2 separate regions of the Mus musculus genome follow, and region 1 is linked to region 2. The links are chromatin contacts, called in public HiChIP or PLAC-seq maps. All regions are on one chromosome and are shown on one strand. Each heading gives the region's core, a stretch centred on a gene start, on an enhancer-like site or on the middle of the called end of the contact. The rest is flanking DNA. Distances are from core to core; before and after follow the strand shown. Region 1 holds the start of Smim13 (small integral membrane protein 13). Region 2 overlaps Elovl2 (elongation of very long chain fatty acids (FEN1/Elo2, SUR4/Elo3, yeast)-like 2).

Region 1 (2,700 bases), core at 43-2,542, 57 kb after region 2:
AAGAGGACATCGGATCTCATTACGGATGGTCATGAGCCATCATGTGGTTGCTAGGATTTGAACTCAGGACCTTCGGAAAGGGCAGTCAGTGCCATCTCACCAGCCCCTGCCATGGCTTTATCCTTGGCACCTCAAAGAAGTCCAGAGCACACAGAAGTGTTTGTTGTATGTGAATGAAAGAGAAGGTAAAAAGGTCTGGATTCTTCCTGATTTCTTTTGAACTAGATCTATTCAAATGTATTCCTTTCAACCAGATTGTAAATCAAACGTGCTCCGTTATGCAAGTGAGTTGGATCATCTGCTAAAAATGAATAAGTTGATTTCTAAATTTATTGCATCGAGCTCAACTCTCTCCACAGGAACTGTATATTAAATCTTGCGCAAAGCCAGTAATGCCTTGATGTATTTTTATGCTGCGTCTTAGCTGGAAAGCAGTTTACACAGTAGGGCATCTGGGAATGGCTAGCACAGAGTTGCAGTGGAAGGCGAAAGCCTTGATTTCTCAGGGAGGAAAGGGCTGATCACCTCTTGCGTTAACAGATGTGGCAGAACTGGGAGTTTTAATTTCAAATAGAAAAAAAGGACTTGAGATAAATACCTTGTTTTTCAGAAGTTAGTTCAAGCAAATGTGGCAAAACCTTTGGCTGTTGGCCAGATGTTGCTTGAATTAAAGGAGACAACAGAACGAAACTTGCTAAACAGGTAGGTGAATTAAGAGCACAGATGTCTCTAAGTCACTCACCAGTTACTTCTGAAGCGTACTATCTGTGAAAACACAACACAACATCTGTTGCTGGGGGAGGGGGAAGGCTTTCCAGATTCTGACGTCAGGGGACTTATTTCCTCACAAGTAACTAACCTTTGCCGGGAGCAATAGGTTGGGTTCAAGTACAACCTGTTTTTCAGGCAACAGCCATCCTCTTTTCCCTTTTGCTCACTAAAACCAATTTTGTATTTGAATTAACGGCTGAAATGTAACTGGCACCTCGGCAGGGAGACAGTCCGACGCACAGTCTTGAGAACAAGAATCAGCAGTCTCTAAGTTGGAGGTGGCGGCTCAAGAACACCAAAGGCACAGGGGACGGGAAAGGAGAGCAAGGAGAAGCCGGAGCAGCGTTGACTCCTGGGAGTGGTAGTTCGTTGCTGGGCGGAGACCTGGAGCTCTCGCCGATCTTTGCACTACATTACCCAGCAGGCCTCGCGCAGCGGCTGAGTCGCTGCGGAGTGGGTGCTTGGTGATGAGCTACCGCGGGGGAGGGGGCGGGGAGCGGAGGAGCAGCTGCAGCGGCCTCGGGGAGTGGTTGACATCTGGCGTCTCCGAGGGAGGAGGGGGACCTCGAGTGAGCTGCAGCCAGGGCCTGGCGTTCGCCGCGCCACCTCCAGATCACTCTTTCCCCGCCTCGACGTCCGCCATGGCAGCGCGTCCGTCCGTCGCCGGCCTCTCCGCTCGCCGTGGCTCCGGCTCCCCGGAGCGATGAGGAGGCGGTAGTGGCGTCCCAAGGCCCGCTCCACCAGCGACTCGGTCGCCCCGGCCGGGGGCAGGTCTGAGGGCCGGTCCCGTCGCGGCCCGCCCCCGCACCGCCAAGTTCCGCCCCCTGGGGGCGCTGCCCTCGGGCACCCGCGGTCCATGCCGCCCCGCCGCTCTGCCGCCCGCCGCTGAGCCCGCGCCCACCCCCCAGCTCTCAAAATGTGGCACAACGTGGGGCTGACCCTGCTGGTGTTCGTGGCCACGCTGCTGATCGTCCTGTTGCTGATGGTGTGCGGTGAGTGGGGGGTAACGCCGGGGGCGGTCGGGAAAGCTCGCGTGGACAAGTGTCCACGGTGATCACCTCGGTGGTCTCGGTGGCCACCGGGCTCCCAAGACCGAGTTTAGAGGAGTCATGCCTCTTGCTCAGGGCAGGTCGCCCGGGCATCACGAACCTTCAGGCTCAGCGAACCTTCAGGTCTGGCATCCTGACTCGAGGTAGAAGCACGTTTCTGCTTCCCCGGCAGGTTTGTCCTTGGTTGCCATAATGCCACAGCCTACCCAGATCTTTCACCGTGGCCTGTATTCGAAGGAGCAGTGATCGGTTTCATCTTTTTATTTGGATGTTCTGAACCTAGTGAGAGATTTCATCACCTTTTGGGTTTCCAGCGCACGTGAAGCTGTTTGTTTACTTCCAAGTTCAGGCTTTAACCAAATTCCCAGCCTACTTGATAATGGGCAGAGCCAAAAAAAAAAAAAAAAAAAAAAAAAAAAAAAAAAAACACCACTGGCGGTAATAAACTTCCAGGGTCAGGGAACCTTATCTTGGTTCTGCTGTCCTGGGGCTGTTTGGTCTGCTGCTGTGTACTTCTCTTCCCAGGAGGGAAGGAACGTTAAACTGTTCTCATGGCGTGTTTTCCATCCCTCTTAATTCGTTATGCACATAGCTGATAACCACAGGTCTCAGCCAGGAGACTGAACAATTGTGAGAGTTTGGAGAGTATTTCAAATAAATGACAGTAAGCACTGGTATTTAGAAGACCAAGTATGGGTTTGAAGTGATGGAGTATTGGGTTAAAATTTTATAAATACTGTAAAGCTTATTCTTACATAGTTAATGCTCAGTCCAGTAGCTATATTTGGAAAGATATGCACTTACATATTTAGACACCTATATGTGTATTTAAATTTTGTCAGTAATGCTGACTGAACCGAAGGCTTCACATATGCTCAGC
Region 2 (2,700 bases), core at 54-2,553:
AGGATGCAGCGATACTGAACAACACATCCCAACAAGGCTGCGGTGATACGGAATGACACATCCCAACTAACGTCACCTCGTACTCAGGGCAGAAGCAGTCCCGAATCAGACCCAGTTTTGTCCTCCAGCACTAGCAAGGGATCACCACTCACAGTGAGCAGATCCCAGCACGTGTTTTTGTCTTCTAACTGTTCAGGTCACCCCAAAGCTGTCTGTTTCTACAATATAGTGAAGTTTCCTCACATTTGTTTATAACTCTAATCTTTTCAGTTTCAATAATCCTATGAGATGTACATTATAATTTTATAGATATTTAAAGAGGTCAGACACTCCTTGTATTTTTTTTAGTGTCTGTGTTACTTGATAATCAAATAATTTGCGTGACTACCTTCCCCACTATTCTCTAACAAAAAGCAGGTCATCTAGCCATCTTTGTCCCATTCCCAGAGAAAGCGAGACAGTGGTGATGAGCGATGTGCTCAGGGCCACAGCCAAGCAGTGGTGGGCACATCACTGCAACTCAGAGTTCCTAATTCATTCTTTTCTGTTCTTTCTGTGACATGAGAAAACATGCCTCACTGAAAATCCTACAAAAGCAGCTCTCTCCCTGTAACAATTTTAAATTCTAGAAGATAAAGTTTTCCTGGACGAGGCCAAGCCTAGAATTTTCCTCTGCCTTAACGTTACTGATGTCTAAGCAACTGATGTTTGGAGCCTTGGCCTCGTCACTGTCCAGATGTAGTTGGTGTCTCTCTCTTCTCACAGCAGCATCATCAGGTAATGTGGTTCCGAGGGTCAGTAAGGCCATCGAGTGCAGAAACTCGGAGTTTCCCAAGGCACTCTAGTATGGACCAGGTCCTGGCAGCCTCCTGGGCTTTCTGCTCATGTCCCTGATGCCCACCTGCTGCAGGCTGGAGACCCAGGATCCCAGAAAGGATAAGTGAGGGTAAGTATGTTTATTGTGTGTGCTGGTGCAGTTTTCAGACTAAGAAAGCTACATTGCATACAGATATTTAAAACACCTGAAGGATGAGAGCTGTAGCTAAAGGGTTAAGACACACACACACACACACACACACACACACACACACACACACACATACATACATACATTTGCTTTCTATACTAACAGTGCAGTGTGACCCTTAGCGTGAAGACCAGGATATTCTGTTTGTCAGGCTGTCATCGATCCTGTTCTACCTTTCTAACCACTTGGTAGCTGTAGCAGAATTAGGAAGCTGCCTCCTGGGCTATTCACAACCCTCTAACTGGCTTGTGTACCAGAGTCATCTAATCTGACCTTTGTACTGAAAGAAATTAAACAAGCTTGTCAAAGAAGAGTAGCCTTAAGCTGGTGTGAACGCAGTAACTCCAAACCTCACCTGAAGTCAGTTTATTGGCTTCAGCCCGCCCTCTTCACCTCAATCCAAACTACTTGCAGCTGCAGCCTGCATGCAATGCTGTGGGTTTCCAGGCTTGCTCCTGGTGTGTGTGTGTGTGTGTGTGTGTGTGTGACACACACTTTTATTCCCAGCATTCAGGAGGCAGAGGTAGATGAACCTCTCATGAATTCAAGGCCAACCTGGTTTATATAGTGAGTTCCAGGAGAGCCAGTGCTACATAGAAAAAGTCTGTGTTAGAAGAACTAAATCCATCACTTTATCTGACCAGCTTACACCTACTATACTAAATACACTTTAATAAAGAACCTACAGTTGTCTTTCTGTGTCAGAAGACGTAGTGGCCCCTGTGTGCTAAGATACTGAGACTGTTTATACAGCTTCTCTCTCCACAGATTCCACCCACCAGCACTTCATTTCAGTCACTATGGCAATAGCTAATGGCTACTATTAACATGGCGAACATTAGCTAGTGCACAAGTTAGGTCACAGTGAGAAACCTGCATTTTAAGACAAGCATGTACCGCCTTTTAAAACTCATGGACAGTGGGAAAGTCCGACATGGTGCATCATTACTACCCATTTATAACCTTTATGGATGGGTGGCTTCATCCTAATTTTTCCTTAAAAATGACTGGTTTTGTCTCTTCTTTATTTTTTGCTAGAGCAAGTTGAATACTTTCAGATTTCTCCTGGTATTGGGCAAAGTGGCCATTGCCTCTGCCTTTGGTTTGATGCTGTGCAGGCTGAGAAGCAGCTAAAGGGTGAAGGCTTGTAGGCAGCTGGAGCCGACTAGCGTCAAGCCAGCCTTGCCAGCACATTCCAAAGACTGGGTAGGACTCTGCACGGGAGCATCTGCATCTCTGTACATGAACTTGTACACTAACTGCATGTGAAACTTGACCTTTACAATACAGAGTACTCTTCTAAGCCTTAGATTCATACTGTATATAAAGGAAGAAAAGTATAAGACATGACCTTCCAAAGCCCTTTCAAGCCAAGTCACGATTCTAATTTTAATTTGGCTAAGGAACACAGAAATAGGCCCAAACTCAAGTTGAACAAGGGCTTCTGACACTTTGGATAGGCAGAGCATCAGTGCGAGAACAACGTTCTCAGGTTCTGGCAGGGTAGAGAAGCAGTAACTGCAACCTTGCACAGCTCTGGAAGGTCCACCTAACCAGTTCTCAAACTCAGATGCGTGCTGAGTGAAGCAAGCCAGAGTGCAGGCCACAGCCACTTACCTCCACCAGCATATACGCAGAAAGAAGTGTGATTGCGAGGTTATACAAGGTGAGGA

What was found. HiChIP or PLAC-seq counts read pairs in DNA pulled down with a chosen protein or histone mark.
Region 1: an H3K27ac HiChIP or PLAC-seq map of hepatocytes shows a contact between it and region 2, with 3 times the contacts expected there. The contact joins the promoter of Smim13 here to the enhancer-like site in region 2. A contact is called at or near these places in 8 of 484 Hi-C or Micro-C datasets (Sertoli cells and liver), 2 of 115 datasets of contacts at active chromatin or transcription factors (hepatocytes and liver) and 1 of 9 other capture datasets (embryonic stem cells).

What each region holds. Positions count from the first base shown.
Region 1 is chr13:41,248,552-41,251,251 of GRCm38.p6, forward strand. Smim13 (small integral membrane protein 13) reads left to right here and starts at 1,293. Exons shown (of 2, transcript NM_001135577.2): 1 at 1,293-1,763. The coding sequence starts at 1,688.
Region 2 is chr13:41,192,003-41,194,702 of GRCm38.p6, forward strand. Elovl2 (elongation of very long chain fatty acids (FEN1/Elo2, SUR4/Elo3, yeast)-like 2) reads right to left here. Exons shown (of 8, transcript NM_019423.2): 3 at 2,645-2,700. Among named protein-coding and RNA genes, the nearest start is that of Elovl2, 27 kb to the right of the region's middle. Within about 2 kb of position 1,304, at least 2 of the 459 cell types and tissues checked have an H3K27ac peak or open chromatin away from gene starts, as enhancers often do. A contact at or near this core is called in hepatocytes, where this site is marked.